2 separate regions of the Mus musculus genome follow, and region 2 is linked to region 1. A link is a contact called in public HiChIP or PLAC-seq data. All regions are on one chromosome and are shown on one strand. Each heading gives the region's core, a stretch centred on a gene start, on an enhancer-like site or on the middle of the called end of the contact. The rest is flanking DNA. Distances are from core to core; before and after follow the strand shown.

Region 1 (4,489 bases), core at 1,358-3,857:
AACATTTGCGACCCAAGACTGTCAAGCGGAAACCTAAAAGTCCGTGATAACACACATTGTAATCCCAAAAGAGAGAGCAGAAGGAAGAGAGGGCTTCAAGCCGGATGTAACTATTTACTGTAATATGTTTCTAAATGGAGGACTACATGGAGGAGGAGACTGGGGGAGGAAGCACCTGAATTATTTGCTGTGTATGTTTCTATGTGTTTACATTAAAATAAAAAAAAAAAAAACAAATCCAGGCAGAGGCAGGGGGATATTTGTGAGCTCCAGGCTAGCCTGGTCTACCTAGAAAGACCTGGTCTTCAATTTAAAAAAAAAAAAAAGTCTATACTGAGTTACTATTCAGTGAGTAGGGACGCACTATAGTCCAGGCTGAGCTTTAACTCACAGAGATTCCCCTGCCTCCGCATCCCAAGTGCTGGGGTAAGATAGGTCTGCCACATCCTTTTTAAGTAAGAATAAATAAAAGCAAGGGTATCTGTAAGTTTGGTTTGTTGGTGTTGCTGTTGTTTGTAACTTTGTAAAACTTTATGAAAGCAGGGTTTCCAGGGCAATGTCCATGTTTCTAACCTTATCAGTTACTAAGTAGTGAAGATGTACAGGGGCTGGAGAGATGGCTCAGGGGTTAAAAGTACTAGCTGCTCTACCAGAGGTCCTGAGTTCAATTCCCAGCAACCACATGGTAGCTCACAACCATCTGTATTGGGATCTGATGCCCTCTTCTAGAGACAGCGACACTGCACTCATATATAAAATAGATAAATAAATCTTATATTAAAAAAATTGGTTATGTTTATTAAAAAAAAAAGAGGAGAAGGAGGAGGAGGAGGAGGAAAAAGAACAGTAACTCCCGTAACGCCTGAGAGTCTGGTAAAAACACCCAGTCACGTAGATAGGTCGTTTGTTTTTCTGAAAGTAAAATACTTGAACACACTAGCAAATTCTTCAGTGATCATAAATAACCAAAAGACTTTACACAGCTTCCCTGACCAAGGTCTGGAGCGCAAAGAAAGGGCCTCTGAGACAGCAAAGCACAATGGGTTAATGTTTATGCAAACACTGACATCATTAACAGAGGCCTTCGATGCCTTTATCATTTCCTTTAACTTATGTAGCCCGGAGGAGGACAAAAGGAAAACCCAAGAAGCAGCAGGAGGCAGAGCTAGCCTACTGCCCATCTTCCAACTCCCAAGACACAAACTAACCAGTGCACCCGGAAGAAACACTCTATATCCTGGCTTGCAGGGATTTCCCAATTCTGAAAATCCCCTGCTGTAAAGTTACATCTCTTGGCTGTTTGTTAGAAAGGAGATCCATTGTACTAAAATGTAGCCCTCTGCACGAGGTTATTTTAAGTATAAGGCTAAAGCAAAGCCAAACTGAAAAACCTCAGGACTTCAGATAAGGAAATCAGGATGTCCTGGGGCATTTGAAGCTCAAAGCTGGACTCCTCCAAGCGTGTGGGAGGGAGGCCTCAGATTTGATCCTCTACTCTGTTAAAACAAAACAAAGCACTCAGGATGTCCTTCCTCTGCGTTCAAGCTTGGCTTGGAGTAAAGCAGGGGAGGGGCCACAGCAGGGGAGGGGCCACAGCAGGGGAGGGGCCACAGAGGAAGCGTTCTTTCCAGGAGACTCTCTTGGCCCTGGTTTGGAGGGACGGAAGCAGGTCTAGGGACAGGAAATGGTGATGGTTTGCTGGTGACCAGACTGGTCCAGTGTCTGGGAAGATGGAGTTAAATCAAGAGATCTTCTGGGGAGCAGTGAAGACAGATGATGGGTTCCTAAAGGAGGGGAGAGACAGATGGACCACGGGATGAAGGGAGACTCCTGCAGATGGGAAGGCAGGTCTGGAAATAGAGATAAATACAAGCACAACTCCGGGGCTTTGGAACTGAGCGGAGACACCCATTTGGAGGTGGTATGGATGCTGGTGTTAATATCGGAATCTGGAGCTCAGGGGAGGGGGAGAGGGAGAAGAGAGGAGAGAGGAGAGAGGAGAGAGAGGAGAGAGAGAGAGAGAGAGAGAGAGAGAGAGAGGAGAGAGGAGAGAGAGAGAGAGAGAGAGAGAGAGAGAGAGAGAGAGAGAGAGAGAGAGAGAGAGAGAGAGAGAGAGAGAGAGAGAGAGAGAGAGAGAGACACCACAGGTGGGGGTGAAGGATAAGAGATGCAGATTCAGAGCAGACCGCTAAGGAGTAGTAGCAGCTGACCAGGAATCCAAGGGGAAGAAAGGCAGGAGCACGGAGGGGTGGCTTAGAGAAAAGAAAGAAGCCAAGAGAACTCCAGCGATGGAAAAACCCAACAGGCAACCTCTGTCAGCTCACGAATAGAAGGTGATTTTAGTTTCCTTCCTTATACTTTTTCCCAGGACTCTCAATAAGATTGTCACTTATTATGCAAAACTTACAAAGCATCTGTTTCAAGTTCTTCCGCAGGGTCTGTGGATGGGCTCACATCCATACATCCACTCCCCAGCCTCAGGACCAGGGACAAATACATCGCCCAGCCTCCGGGCCAAGGTCTGGAATCCCAGCAGGGTTAGCTGACCCATACACAGATGGCCCAGTGACCTTGAGTTCATTAGCATACTGTTCTAATCAAATGAACTAACCAGCAACAGACCCTGCCCAGTTTGTCCCACTGCCCACCGCTGCTCGGGCCAAAGTTCCTCCACTCTGAACCATTTCCTATAAACAAATGGTTGCCTGAAAACATTCACTCGGACACAGGAGGTCCAAGGCTCACCAAAAATATTTGTTCTTTGGCTCTAAATCGAGTTGATATTTACTTACAAGCTACTTGCCCCAATAAACACAAGTGTTTCGTTAATGTTAATGCTGGTAGCCATTAAGACAACTTACTGAATAACCGATATCCCAATGCCTTTTATTCTGGCCACACTGAAAAACAAAGGGGGGAGGGATGGGCAAAAAGGGTGATCAAATCCGTCAAAAGTCAACAAGGATTTAAGAAACAGTACCCTGCCTCCTACCAATCCCTTGACCCTCCTCCGTCTATAAATATTTGTCTTAACAGTATTCAACTGCAAGAGCATCCATCATGGTACAGTCTAAGAGCTATCTGTCATCCTTCCTATTTTACGTTTAAATATTCAAGTGTAGATGTCAACACTTCTAGAGAAACAGGGATCGATTAAAACAGTGTCAGCTGAAGTACTAGAGCTTTAGAGGAAGAAATGCAAGCGCGAGGACCTATTTTAAAAAGCACGCATGCACAAACACACACACAGAGGAATTAAATGCATCCCACACCTAATCCCCAACTTCAGCTCAAGTTGTATTTAGGGCCTTCCCATTCGTCACGCAAAGCTCGTGACAGTACAAATCGCTATCACTACACTGACAACCAAGAGAAAAATCTGGAAGATTCACTTTTGATTTTTGCAAATTCCCATGTTTACAGAATATTAAAAACAAAAAAAAAAAAGAAAGAAACATCTGTATAGATCTACATTAAAAGGCTGATACAGGAAAATCAGCAGACTACGTGGTCTTAACAAGCAAAAACACCCAGGTTCAATCACCACCAACAACATATGTAGGCAGTAAGCAGCCTATGGGGTCTACTGAGGACTCAGTGGATGGGGGAAGAAAGATCAAAAGTTTAGGGCCATCTTCAGTTCCAAAGTGAGTTCAAGGACACTCTGGCTATGAGATGGACAGGCAGGCAGTGGGGGATGGGGAAGAAAAAGGGGGAAACACAGAGAAAAAGGAACAGAGACAGACAGACAGAAGACAGACATTTACATTCCTTTAACTCTGAATGTAACTGAGATTACAGGCAGGCACCACTATGGTTCTGTGCTGTAGATTAACCCATAGCTACAGGCATTCTACACAAACTCTCTACCATCTAAGTTAAGCCACAGCACTAAAAATATATCTACACATACTAATTTATTGATTTGTAACGTACATAAGGCACTACTGGAATGTGTTTTACTTTTTAATAGGGGTTTTATTTATTTATTTATTTAGATTTACTTATTTATTATATCTAAGTACACTGTAGCTGTCCTCAGGCACACCAGAAGAGGGCGTCAGATCACATTGCAGATGATTGTGAGCCACCATGTGGTTGCTGGGATTTGAATTCAGGACCTCCGGAAAAGCAGCCAGTGCTCTTAACCTCTCCATCTCTCCATCCCGTTGGTTTTTTTTGTTTTGTTGTTGTTGTTGTTTGTTTAAAGAGTAAGTTTTCCAGGAAAAGAAAATTTAAGAACCTAACTTTGACTGAATGAACGCTTCTATCCAAATGGATTTGACTATAATTGGTGCTGGGGGAACAAGAATCATGAAGACACTAAAAATAGATTCTGTAAGACGTGGGGGGGACGCAGTTGTGAGACCAACACTAACAATTAGCAAAATGTGGTATCACTAGTATTAAAATAGGACACCGGAGCCCACCCTAGGAAGGCTGGCTGGCTGTCCCGGACTGCCACAGTCACCTGGGCTCTGGGGTGGCT
Region 2 (4,489 bases), core at 1,353-3,852, 220 kb after region 1:
GGTGATACACGCAGCAGAACTGCACAGCTTGGCGGCTAGTGATGGTACAGGCACAGTGGCTGCTTGCTGCCTTTGAGGCTTCTCATCTTGGCTAATCGATGGCTGCCTTCTCTGGGTTGTCACATGGTCATTGCACGTGTGTGTCTGTGTCTGATCATACACATGTGTGATTGTCCTACCTCTTTAGTCATGTTGGATGAGTGTCTGCCCAGTATGGCATCTCTTTAATTGCTTCTTTTTAAAAAAAATTGATTTAATGTATATGAGTACACTGTAGCTGTCTTCAGACACACCAGAAGAGGGCATCTGATCCCATTGCAGATGGTTGGAACCACCATGTAGTTGCTGGAAATTGAACTCAGGACCTCTGAAAGAGAAGTCAGTGTTCTTAACCACTGAACCATCTCTCCAGCCCCCCCCCTTTTAAATTTATTTATTATATGTAAGTACACTGTAGCTGTCTTCAGACACTCCAGAAAAGGGAGTCAGATCTTATTACAGATGGTTGTGAGCCACCATGTGGTTGCTGGGGTTTGAACTCCGGACCTTCAGAAGAGCAGTCGGGTGCTCTTACCCACTGAGCCATCTCACCAGCCCCCTCTCCAGCCCCTTTAATTGCTTCTTTAAAGACCCTGTCTCTAAATATGCTCACACTCTGAGTCACTAGGGCTTGGAACTTAAGGATGTGAATTTGGTGGGGGAGGGGGACACAGCCTGCAACAGAGGGGAAGTTGGATTTGGAGGTGACCCTGCTCTCAAGATAAGTCAGGCAAGAGGATCTGATGACCTTAAGTCAGAAGGAGACACAGCCATGGCTGGGGACAGTGCTGGCTTCTTCATTATACATAGTGTGATTGTCATTTTCTCTGGCTGTCCTCAGCAATCTCAGAGTCTCCAAGGGTGTCACGGAGAGAGTTCAGAAGACTGGTGGAAAACAAGTGTTACCTGCTTAGGTGCTACTCCTCCTCCTCACCCTGATGCGTTTTCAGTGTGCACCCCCAGGCACCGGAATATTATAATCAGGGCCTGGCTTATGTTTAACAATTCAACTTCCTGGAATCATCTTTTTACTACGAATTCTTATTTATTTTATTTCTAAACTTCTTCCATGTCTCCAGTCTTAATTTCTTTTTATTGATTTTTATTTTTTTTATGTATGGAATGGTCTAGAAATTACTCTACAGTATAGGCAAACCAACTCACTCTCCTCCTGACCCAGCCTCTTGAATGTAGTATGTGTCACCACACCAGGTCTGATCCTAATATTTGTAAGCCGTTCTCTTTTTAAAGGAACATTTTTAATTAATTTATTTATGATTGATTTGTTGTACACAACACAGTACTCCTATGGAGTTCAGAGAGCAACTTTTGGGAGTTAGGTGGTTTTTTTCATTTTCATTTTCTTTTCTTTTCTTTCTTTCTTTTTTTTTTTAACCACGTGGGACCTGGGAATTGAACTGTGGTTGTCAGTCTCAAGTGCCCACTGAGCTATCTCTCCAGCCGTTTATAAGCTATTCTAAAATATTATAACCAGGAGGTGGAGAGATAGCTCAATGGCTAAGAGCACTGACTGCTCTTCCAGAGGTCCTGAGTTCAATTCCCAGCAACCACATGACAGCATAAATATGAGTCAGATGGGTTGGGGTAAGGTTTTCTCTGTGTAGTTCTGACTGTGTAGTTCTTGCTCTGAAAACCATGCTAGCCTCGAACTCAGAGATCCAACTGCCTTTGCCTCCGCATGCTGAGATGCTGGGATTAAAGGAGTGTGATACCCGGCCTGGGATAATTAGTGGTTTTGCCCTGGAATAATGCACGGTTCTGAAAGATTCTAAGAGTGTTTGTGGAGCGTGATTTGCTATGAGATCTGTGGGCAGGTTGGAGGCGAGAGAACAAGTGTGAGACAATAAATATGGCGTGGCTTCACATACATGTTTATTTAAATGTCTTTCAGGTTCTACATCACTCTTTCTTCCCTCATGCTCTTGACGCAGAGAGTCACATCCCTCTCACTGGACATTTGTGAAGGGAAGGTGGAGGCCCCGAGGCGGGGCATCAGGAGCAAGAGTTCTTTCTCTGAGCACCTGTGGGATGCTCTACCTCATTTCAGCTACTTGCTCTTTTTCCCTGCTCTCCTGGGAGGCTCCCTGTGTTCCTTCCGGAGGTTTCAGGCTTGCGTTCAAAGATCAAGCTCTTTGTATCCGAGTATCTCTTTTCGGGCTCTGACCTGGAGGGGTCTGCAGATTCTCGGGCTGGAGTGCCTCAAGGTGGCGCTGAGGAGCGCGGTGAGTGCTGGAGCTGGACTGGATGACTGCCAGCGGCTGGAGTGCATCTACCTCATGTGGTCCACAGCCTGGCTCTTTAAACTCACCTATTACTCCCATTGGATCCTGGACGACTCTCTCCTCCACGCGGCGGGCTTTGGCGCTGAGGCTGGCCAGGGGCCTGGAGAGGAGGGATACGTCCCCGACGTGGACATTTGGACCCTGGAAACTACCCACAGGATCTCCCTGTTCGCCAGGCAGTGGAACCGAAGCACAGCTCTGTGGCTCAGGAGGCTCGTCTTCCGGAAGAGCCGGCGCTGGCCCCTGCTGCAGACATTTGCCTTCTCTGCCTGGTGGCACGGGCTCCACCCAGGTCAGGTGTTCGGCTTCCTGTGCTGGTCTGTAATGGTGAAAGCCGATTATCTGATTCACACTTTTGCCAACGTATGTATCAGATCCTGGCCCCTGCGGCTGCTTTATAGAGCCCTCACTTGGGCTCATACCCAACTCATCATTGCCTACATCATGCTGGCGGTGGAGGGCCGGAGCCTTTCCTCTCTCTGCCAACTGTGCTGTTCTTACAACAGTCTCTTCCCTGTGATGTACGGTCTTTTGCTTTTTCTGTTAGCGGAGAGAAAAGACAAACGTAACTGAAATCTTTCCCTGCCCTTCATCTCACCTAGCCATTAAATACTGCTTAGGAAATGCCAGAAGATGCCTTGATGAATAATGTATTTAAAACTATTCATAGTGAAAGTTTTTAAGTATTGGATGGATAAACCTGATGGCTGGCCACAGAGATGTGTTTCTCTTCTGTGGTGGTTTGAATAGTAATGGCTCCCATATGTTTATATATTTAAATGCTTAGAGGGTGACACTACTTGAAAGGACTAGGAGGTGTGGCTTCATCGGAGGAAGTGTGTCACTAGGCTTTGAAGTTTCAAAAGCCCAGTCCTAGTTTAGCGTCTTTCCCTGTAGCTTGCCGATCTGGATATAGAACTCTTAGCTCCTCCAGCACCATGTCTGCCTGCATGCCGCCATGCTTCCTGCCATGATGATAATGGACTAAACCCCTGGAATTATAAGTCAGCCCCAATTAAATGATTTCCTTTATAAAAGTTTCTGTGGCCGTGGTGTCTCATTACAGCAGGGGAACAGTAATTAAGACTTGTGCATTAACAAGCTATTCTATTGTTACTGAGGTACAAATTGGAGAAGCACAGGGACTTCTCTAGATGTGGAAGTGAGGTTGAAATGAGCCTGGATATAAAAACATCAGGTGTGAGTAGAGGGCGTGATTCAGTGAGTGTCTGCCCAGCAGATGGGAGGGCTGGGGTTTGAGCCTCACTACCAGATTTAAAAAACAAAACCAAAACATCAAACTACTGTGAACCGCATGAAGATGTTATATGCACAGAAATTAAATGCTTAGTACCCATTGGGCCCAGTTGATTCTGGGATGTGAAGTATTGCAATCTGGTATGAATGACTTCTTATTGCCATAATGAAATGTTAGAGACAGGCAGACTTATGAAGGAAAGGATGTTTATTTAGGTCTCAGAGTTAGAAGTGCAAAGTCTGATGGTTTGGCTTCTGTTGATCCCTGATGGTGGATGCTGTCACATCATAGCAGAAGTGCGAACAGGGACAATGGCTCAAATCTTGGAGTAAACCAGAGAGCTGTCTGGACCAATATTATTTTCTTTAACACTCCTCTTAGGAAAAATACATCTCATGAAAACTATCTTCAACTCTTTGAGTGACAGGACTCCATTGGGGGTCCATCTCTTAAAGGTTTTGCTGTCTGTCAACACTGCCACCCTGGGGACCAGGCCTCCAACACACATACCTCTAGGAAACATTCAACCCTAATAAGTCAGGCAAGGTGGCACAACACTGAAATCCCAGGACTCTGGAATCCTAGACAGGAAAATCTGCAAGTCTGAGGCTGGTGGCTACTACATAGCCTTTGACCTTGCAGAGGGTCAAACAGAGACTCAGACCAGAAAACAAAAAGTATGCCTGACAGGAAGCAAAACTGACAAACTCAACCATGCTATAACAAACTAGATACTCAGCCCTTGCCATAGCTTGAAAAATTTAGTCTATGTAATCATCTCAGTTCTGAAAACAACTCTTAGCACCCTACAAGACTGGACTTTCTGCTGGACCTCACAGCCGAGCTAATACTACACCTTGAGGTCACTGAAGACTAAAGTCGGCTATCC

Evidence for each region. HiChIP or PLAC-seq counts read pairs in DNA pulled down with a chosen protein or histone mark.
Region 2: an H3K27ac HiChIP or PLAC-seq map of embryonic stem cells shows a contact between it and region 1, with 7 read pairs. The contact joins two enhancer-like sites. A contact is called at or near these places in 1 of 39 promoter capture datasets (neutrophils), 2 of 115 datasets of contacts at active chromatin or transcription factors (embryonic stem cells and pancreatic cancer cells) and 3 of 9 other capture datasets (adipose tissue, liver and pancreatic islet).

What each region holds. Positions count from the first base shown.
Region 1 is chr8:33,901,379-33,905,867 of GRCm38.p6, forward strand. The region is part of intron 1 of Rbpms (RNA binding protein gene with multiple splicing); the gene reads right to left. Among named protein-coding and RNA genes, the nearest start is that of Gm51528, 20 kb to the right of the region's middle. RefSeq lists an enhancer at 2,443-4,489. Within about 2 kb of position 2,608, at least 173 of the 459 cell types and tissues checked have an H3K27ac peak or open chromatin away from gene starts, as enhancers often do. A contact at or near this core is called in embryonic stem cells and pancreatic islet, where this site is marked.
Region 2 is chr8:34,121,804-34,126,292 of GRCm38.p6, forward strand. Mboat4 (membrane bound O-acyltransferase domain containing 4) reads left to right here. Exons shown (of 3, transcript NM_001126314.2): 3 at 1,952-3,382. The coding sequence ends at 2,915. Among named protein-coding and RNA genes, the nearest start is that of Gm39158, 3.2 kb to the left of the region's middle. Within about 2 kb of position 2,603, at least 108 of the 459 cell types and tissues checked have an H3K27ac peak or open chromatin away from gene starts, as enhancers often do. A contact at or near this core is called in embryonic stem cells and pancreatic islet, where this site is marked.